Linked DNA regions of Sus scrofa: region 2 is linked to region 1. The links are chromatin contacts, called in public Hi-C maps. All regions are on one chromosome and are shown on one strand. The core of a region is the stretch at or near the end of the contact, and the rest is flanking DNA. Distances in the headings are between cores, read along the strand shown. Region 1 holds the start of TMEM171 (transmembrane protein 171). Region 2 holds the start of TMEM174 (transmembrane protein 174).

Region 1 (3,989 bases), core at 684-3,183:
TTATGCTCCTTATTCACTTCCTGAATTCAAGGTCCATCCACTTTTTTTTTTTTTTTTTTTTTGTCTTTTGTCTTTTGTTGTTGTTGTTGTTGCTATTTCTTGGGCCGCACCCGCGGCACATGGAGGTTCCCAGGCTAGGGGTCTAATCGGAGCTGTAGCCACTGGCCTACGCCAGAGTCACAGCAACGCGGGATCCGAGCCGCGTCTGCAACCTACACCACAGCTCACGGCAACGCCGGATCCTTAACCCACTGAGCAAGGGCAGGGACCGAACCCGCAACCTCATGGTTCCTAGTCGGATTCGTTAACCACTGCGCCACGACGGGAACTCCTCCATCCACTTTTAAAGCTTGTTCTGATGCCTTTTTTCTAAGGATTTCATCTGGGCTGATCTTTTTCTACTAACACACAGGCTGGAAAAGGCCACTGAGTTTTAGATCGTGCCAAGGTCAGCCAGTCTCTTTCCTAGGAACAGGTCTGTTACAAAGACCAGCACCTGAGGGCTGGTGGACATGTCTTTCATACTTGACCGATGATCGATTTCCAGGGAGTTTAATTTAGTCAAACAGGCTCCAAAAGACACAAACAGTCCAAGGGGCAGACATCCCAAGTGGAGGCTAATCTGATTGTCCTTGGTGCCAGTACATTCGAATCTGTCATGTGTGGCCAGTCTGCAGTCATGTGGCACCAGAGGGGCAGCTGTATCAACAGGCCCCTTGCAGGTCCAGACACGACGTGGCCAGAGATTGAGTTTCAAGCAAGGGAGAAGGAAAGAATGAGTAGGAGAGGAGAAGGGAATCCCCTTGTACAGAAAGGCGTTGCTAGCAGGCCTGTGTGGAGAGGCAAATCCTATGGTCAGGACTGAGTTCTTAGAAAGCCGAGTGCCCCTGGCTATTGTGTAATCACCACGGCTGGTTATTTGCTGGTTAGCTGGGTGTGCTCTCAGGCGCTCCCAGCAGGTGGTATATCCTGACACTTTGACCAGAATAGCTACACCCAGACACAATTGCTGCAATGTCCTTGGGATACAGTGTCTGTATTGTTATAAGAATCAAAAAAAAAAAAAAAAAAAGCAATAAAAGCCATTTTTTTTGAGTTTGTGGCATCATATGTCCTCTGGGTGACAGGTGAACCCAGGAGGATCAGTCAGCACATTTTGTTCAGGCTCTTGCTTGCTCCACATTAACCAGCTGTGGAGGTCTTTGGGCTGTAGTTTCCTCCACTGAAAAATGACCTTTTTTGATCCCCTGTTGCCTTCTGGCTGCAGCCTTCTCTGAGTTGCTGGAAACACACACTTAGGAACCGCAGGCCGTATGTAGGGAAGGCAGATAACATGGAACCTGGCCCAAAGCAAGGAGTGTTGATATTCAAGACAGTACTAATCTTTGGCCACCAGGGCAAGTGGCCCAACAAATCCTACCACAGTTGGCTTCCCTGATGCAGTCCTGTCTCACCTACCCAGCCGGCCCACCCCCAGAGCCCATGCTCATCAGCCTTCCCTCTTTGTCTCCTTCCAATCACTTCGTTGGCTTCTAACCTCTGTAATCAGCTAAGCCAACTCATTCTTTACCGGCAGAGAGAACAGTGAGCCTGGGAACCAACTGCTGTACGAGGTATGCAAAGTGTTCTCACGTTCAAAAGGTTCATGCCGTTGGCCCTTAACCCTTGACTGGATTTCAGACAAAGTGGGCAGGACCCCGGGGGAGAAGCGGCAGCGATGGGGAAGGCCCTGGGGCTCACAGCACTCCTGTGTTTGGGCTGAGCCCTTGACTCACCTTTCGCGGCGCCCTGACCTCTGGTGTGGAAACTGGCACAGTTGGATCCGTGTCACGTGTCACGGGGCAGGTTACAAATAGCACGGGGATTAGCACACCCATCCCGAAACTCTTGGTTCAAGGGCAGGGAAAGTTACAGGTTTAATTCCGGCAAATCATTAGCGACTGAGAACCGGGAAGGGGCTTCGATGGCAAAGCGGGACTGTGAGCATACATGTGAGTGTCCAAGGGTCTCCCCAGGGCCTGCCTCAGTCTCCGCACACTCTAATGCAGCGCATTTTTCTGTGATTTGGTGTTTCCATAACCTGCTCTTCGGGGAGCTCCAGTCAAGGTCTCTGGAGCGGCAGGAGGGCCACAAGCCACTGGGTAGACCCGTCCCGGAGGGCGTGGCAGCGGGATCTGGGGGCCCCCAATCTGCTCGGGCAACGGCCACGACGAAGAGGGGGCAGCGCTGCCCTTTCTCCTCCACCCCCACCTTGAATTCTGGGCTCTCGGCCCAGAAGGGAATCGGCTCCCTTCCAGCCTCCAGGATCTCCACCGTCGCTGCGCGAGTTGGAACACCCAGGAGAACCCCAACTCTCTGGCCCCTGCCCCTGGGGCCCCCAGCCAGGGAGGCGGCGAGGAGGGGGCGCCTTTTCCTGCATTCCTTGCGCGCACGGTCACGGGCGCACAAGCCACCCGGTCAACCCGCCCGGGACCGAGTCTGTCCCTCGTTCTCCACCCCCGCGCCGGGCGCACCCCTGGCCCCCGAAGAGTATCACCCGGCAGCGGCCAGCTCCCGCCAGTCCGCCCTGCCCTGCCGGCGCCCCTGCAGCCTTGCCCTGCCCGGCACCGCCCCCTCGGTAAACACTGCGCGGCCCGCCCTCCGCGCCCGGACGTGCAGGTGGGAGTGTGAGGTTCTGGCCGGGAGGCCGAGGGCGGAGGCGGGCGCCACGCTGTGCCCGGTGCCCACGGCCGGGGCTGCCCGCTGAGCGCCGGCGCAGGCAGCGTGCTCGCAGGACCGAGCCTCAGGTAAGCGCTCCCGTCCCCGCGTTCCTGCACACCCGGGAGCCCCCGCTCTGCGGTTTAGGATCCAGGATGTGTGCAAGGAGCTGCGCAGCGCTAAACTCGAGCGCATGGGAGCTGCGCGCCAAGCCCCTCTGGGCTGGTGTGGCGCTGGGGCTCTCTAAACCCGCAAATCTATTCCGGTAACGGACCTCAGCTCTCTTTGTGTCGAGCCCCGAACACACAGCGCTTTGGACGTGGTGAGATGCTGCTGATTTGAAAATGTCTTTTGGTGAACAGTGTTAAGAAGGCGGACTTGGCTTTGGGAGAATGAAGTGGGCGCTATTATTTGGAAAAGGTTTAATTTCCTTTTAGTGGCCATGTCTCTGTGTCATTTTGTGAGCGCCTCTATAAGAGTAGGGGTGGAAGAGAGGGACCGGGTTGGGGGTGGGGAGGAAGAGAGAAAGAGCAGGAGAGAGACAGAGAAAACACTGTGCACATACTGTGCTATTTTGGATGGGGGATTTACACCTGTGCCAGGTGCTTAGTCCACTAGTCCATGGAAAGGAAGCTACAAATCCAGTTTTAGGCTCTACTTTAATACTCGTATTTGGGAATTTGCCTAAGGCAGTTGAGGCCTTATGACCCACATCAAAGTCGAAAGTACCAGGAATACAGTGAATTCTTAATAGGATTTTGTAGCAGAGTCACTCTTCACCTGTATCTTCAGAGCAGCAAAAGGATTACAGGGTCTTTTTTTTTTTTTTTTGCCATTTCTTGGGCAGCTCCCGCAGCATATGGAAGTTCCCAGGCTAGGGGTCGAATCGGAGCTGTAGCCACAGGCCTACGCCAGGGCCACAGCAACGCGGGATCCGAGCCGCGTCTGCAACCTACACCACAGCTCACGGCAACACCGGATCCTTAACCCACTGAGCAAGAGCAGGGACTGAACCTGCAACCTCATGGTTCCTAGTCGGATTCGTTAACCACTGCGCCACGACGGGAACTCCCTCTTTTTTTATTTTTTTATTTTATTAGTGCAATACTTTGTCTCAGCTTAATTGCACCTTCATAGTTTGCCAAGTTTAAAGAAGCAGCTTGTTTCCCAGCCATATTTCCTTCTTTTTCCAACTTCATTTTGATGCTATTGCACTTTTTCCTGGAAAAGTACTTCCTAGCATAAGACCAGCTGTTTCCTTTCTTGACCAAAACTGACTCGACTTGGACATG
Region 2 (3,989 bases), core at 413-2,912, 49 kb after region 1:
ATACTTCAATAAAAAATAAAATAAGGCATAACTAGAGTTTCCTGATGTGTCTGCTCTGAAAGCCATTCCAGTTTTGCATTCATGGGCTGTTTTGACGAAGGTAATTTCCTTCTTCTGTTTCAGTGTTGCCAGTTGTTGTCTTAATTGCAAAAGGGTATAGCTATAGACAAATGGGAAGCATGAGCTGAGTGTTTTCAAAGAACAATTTTGACAGCCTAGCTCTTTCTAAATGCCAGGGACTGTTTCAACTGTTAACTCAGGGGTGAAGGGCCTGAAAACAACATCAGGCTAGCCGACCAGAATTTTTATGATTAAAGCAAAAAGCTGGCTCCCTGGACTCTGATCTAGCCCAGTGGGAAGGGGGGCAGACCTCTCCTATTGCAACATCACTTCATTCTTGCTGTTCAAGGACACGTGCAGGGAGGTACCTGATGGGGTCACCTGCTTGCCTTCCCATCTGTTTGGCAGCAAAGTTGAAGATCACAAGCCTTGTCCTGTAGCAGGGCCAGGCATTCTGGAGGGGAAGAAAGTCCCCTGGTTTCCCAGGAGCCTTGGGATTAAATTGGAGTAGGGTTTTCAAGGATTCCTGATGATAAGAGACACCTGGGCCACTTACTCTCCCTTGGAAATGTTGGTTCTGCTGAGCTGAATTGGGAACTCAGATGTTGCTGTTTAAAAATATGGGCCGGGTGATTCTTATCATCAGGGAAGTTTGGGAAGCCCTGCCTTAGGGCAAGAGGGCAGCTCTTTTCCTGGACCTTGCGCTCACGCCCACAAAAGAGAGCTGATATAATATTTAACCACTGAAGAGGGACAGCTGTTCGGAGAAGATCTCTCCAGGGAAGAGGGCTACAGTTACTATTCGGGGGCCGGGGGAGGAAATTAGCCGAGCTGTGCTGGGTTCTGTAGTTAGGAATGACAAATCATGCCACTGAAGGGCAAGTTTTCTTCTCTAAATCAACTTGGGTTTGGTAGCCAAACACAGCAGGTTTGAAAATGCAGCTGAAAAAAAAGGAGTTCCTGTCATGCCTCAGCGGAAACGAATCTGACTGGCATCCATGAGGATGCAGGTTCGATTCCTGGCCTCGCTCAGTGAGTTAAGGATCCAGTGTTGCCGTGAGCTGTGGTGTAGGTCGAAGACATGGCTCAGATCCTGCATTGCTCTGACTTGTGGCATAGGCTGGCAGCTACAGCTCCAATTTGACCCCTAGCCTGAGAATCTCCATATGCCGTGGGTGTGGCCCTAAAAAGACAAAAAAAAAAAAAAAAAAAGGAAAGAAAATGCAGCTGTTCATTTCACTGTGGAAACTGGAGACTATGCCACCACCACGGACCAAGGGCCTGATGTGTGGGTTCCTGAGACCCTGGGGTCATACCTGACGCTCGGCCAATGAGACTGTGCATGGAAAGGCTTCTAGGGGGAATTGTTCCTCTCCCACAGCTGGAATTATTCCCCAAATGCTGAAATCCAGGGCACTTGGTGCTTGACCAGGAAAGAGCAGGACCTCAGGGCTTTGGAGAGTTGCTGTGAACATTTCAGTGTTACCCCAGCTAGAGATTCCTAAGGTGGGAAGGAAAACAAGACAATGAGGCAGGTCTCTGCCTATTTCTAGTGAGCTGACCCAGCAGGAAAGTTGGGTTAGATTCCTGAACGTGTGGCGGAAAAATCAAGGGGCCCTCCATGGCCAGAGGCCCTGGAGGTCTCCTGCAATTTCTACTATCTTGGTCCTGGGAGGATGCAAAGAGAGCTTTGGCACAGGGCCGAAACCATCTAGAAAAGTGTCTCCTGGCACGTAAGATGGGCTCAACAAATACTGTTGAATGAGTGAATGAATGAACGTGGAAGAGAGAGTGATGGTCACTGAATTGCAAATCAGAAGACGCTAGTTGTTGACCCTCTATGAAAACACTTCAGGCTTCACTTCTCAGACCTTTATTCTTCTAAACAAAGTTCAGGCCTCTGCATGTTCTACTCTGTTAACCACAGAAGCCCAAAGTTCTTCCATAACTAACCTGGACCTGGGATCCCTGTGCTCTGCTCTCAGGAGCTCTCACAACCCCTTTTCCCCTGGAAGACGCATGAGGACGATGGAGCAGGGCCACAACCGCGTGGAGGACTTCCCTCTCAATGTGTTTTCCGTCACCCCTTACACGCCCAGTACCGCTGACATCCAGGTGTCGGATGACGACAAGGCGGGGGCCACCTTGCTCTTCTCGGGCATCTTCCTGGGACTGGTGGGGATCACATTCACCATCATGGGCTGGATCAAATACCAAGGAGTCTCCCACTTTGAATGGACCCAGCTCCTTGGACCCATCCTGCTGTCGGTGGGGGTCACGTTCATCCTGATTGCCGTGTGCAAGTTCAAAATGCTCTCCTGCCAGTTGTGCAAAGAGAGTGAGGAGAGGGTCCCGGACTTGGAGCAGACGGCCGGAGGACAATCGTTTGTTTTCACTGGTATCAACCAACCCATCACCTTCCACGGGGCCACGGTGGTGCAGTATATCCCCCCCCCTTATGGCTCTCAAGAGCCCCTGGGGATGACCACCACCTACCTGCAGCCGGTGGTGAGCCCGTGCGGTCTCGTCCCGCCTGGAGGGCTGGCGGCTGCCATGCCAAGCCCGCCCCAGTACTACACCATCTACCCTCCAGAGAATGCTGCCTTTGTTCACGACCAGGACTACCCTTCCTTCGTGGATGCTGGAGATGACAGGTATGGTGAGTGCAGTAGGGACGCTCCCCTTCCAGCCTTGGCTGTGTTTGCTGTAAGGAAGGTGGCAGGAGAATGCACATCTGTGTGGCTCATTGTCAGGACAGTGGCATTGGTTTGAGAGGGGCTGTGGGCTGTAACGCATCTTGTGCTCTCTGCTCCCCTTTCAGGTCCAGCCCTGATGCTGAGCAGCTAGAAGAGACACAGCTGGGAGATGAGGATTCCACCTGTTTCTCTCCTCCCCCCTATGAGGAAATATGCTCCCTCCCCCGCTAGAGAGTGTTCGATGCCGTGACCTTCGGAAGTGAGACAGCAGAGGAGCCCAGGCAGCCTGACAGACACCATTCAGGGTGGGGGAGGGGAAGTGGGAGGTAGACTCTCTCCGATTGGTAAAAATTAGGCCGAGGTAGGGAAACTCCCTCCCAGGAGAGCTAGAAATCCCCTGCCTAGGGTTTGGGATCAGGAATTTCACCTATTTATCCTCCCCTCACCCTCTTCCCACTGGAAGGCACTGGTGTCTTTATTTGAGCTTCAGCAGCCAAGGGAAAAATCACTATTGCTGTGACTTTGGGAGTTTCCACAGTAGTGCAAGTGGGGGGTGGGAAGGAAACGGGAAGAGAAAACAGGCTCAACTGGAGATCTTCCAGTGCCTGTTCTCAGCCCTCAAACAGGATTTGCGTATTTGAAAGCACTTGGTTGCCATTCTGTGTCCCTGGAGGACTCTGGGTATCTTCGAGTCTACTGAATAAATAAATAAAGACTAAAAGAATAAATAATAATAAAATGGAATAAAATAATGTCTCCTGGGGAGTTCCCATCGTGGCTCAGTGGTTAACGAATCTGACTAGGAACCATGAGGTTGTGGGTTCGATCCCTGGCCTTGCTCAGTGGGTTAAGGATCCAGCATTGCTGTGAGCTGTAGTGTAGGTTGCAGTCGCGGCTTGGATCCCGCGTTGCTGTGGCTGTAGCGTAGGCTGGCGGCTACAGCTCCGATTAGACCCCTGCCTGGGAACCTCTGCATGCCGTGATTGAGGCCCTAAAAAGACAAAAAGACAAAATAATAATAATAATAATAATATCTCCTGTTAGAATAGTATCAGATAGCTGGCTAAAACATGCAAAATAAATAAAAATAGGACAATGATGTTGATCAATCCTTGAGTTATCGCTGGGTCACAGGGACCCTGGGTGGCTGACTTCTCTTCAGCAAGGTTGAAACTTGAGGTGTCCACCATGGGAAGCAATCTGTGCTGGGCCCAGGGGCCAAGAGGACTCGGG

Evidence for each region. Hi-C and Micro-C count contacts between places; a contact is called where the count stands out from the background.
Region 2: a contact with region 1 is called in a Hi-C map of liver, with 7 times the contacts expected there. The contact joins the promoter of TMEM174 here to the promoter of TMEM171 in region 1. A contact is called at or near these places in 2 of 5 promoter capture datasets (fetal skeletal muscle and liver) and 6 of 47 Hi-C or Micro-C datasets (epiblast stem cells, liver and skeletal muscle).

What each region holds. Positions count from the first base shown.
Region 1 is chr2:82,285,278-82,289,266 of Sscrofa11.1, forward strand. TMEM171 (transmembrane protein 171) reads left to right here and starts at 1,934. Exons shown (of 4, transcript NM_001244323.1): 1 at 1,934-1,991.
Region 2 is chr2:82,334,169-82,338,157 of Sscrofa11.1, forward strand. It overlaps TMEM174 (transmembrane protein 174), which reads left to right and starts at 1,663. Exons shown (of 2, transcript XM_003123688.4): 1 at 1,663-2,714; 2 at 2,882-3,490. The coding sequence starts at 2,080. The coding sequence ends at 2,987.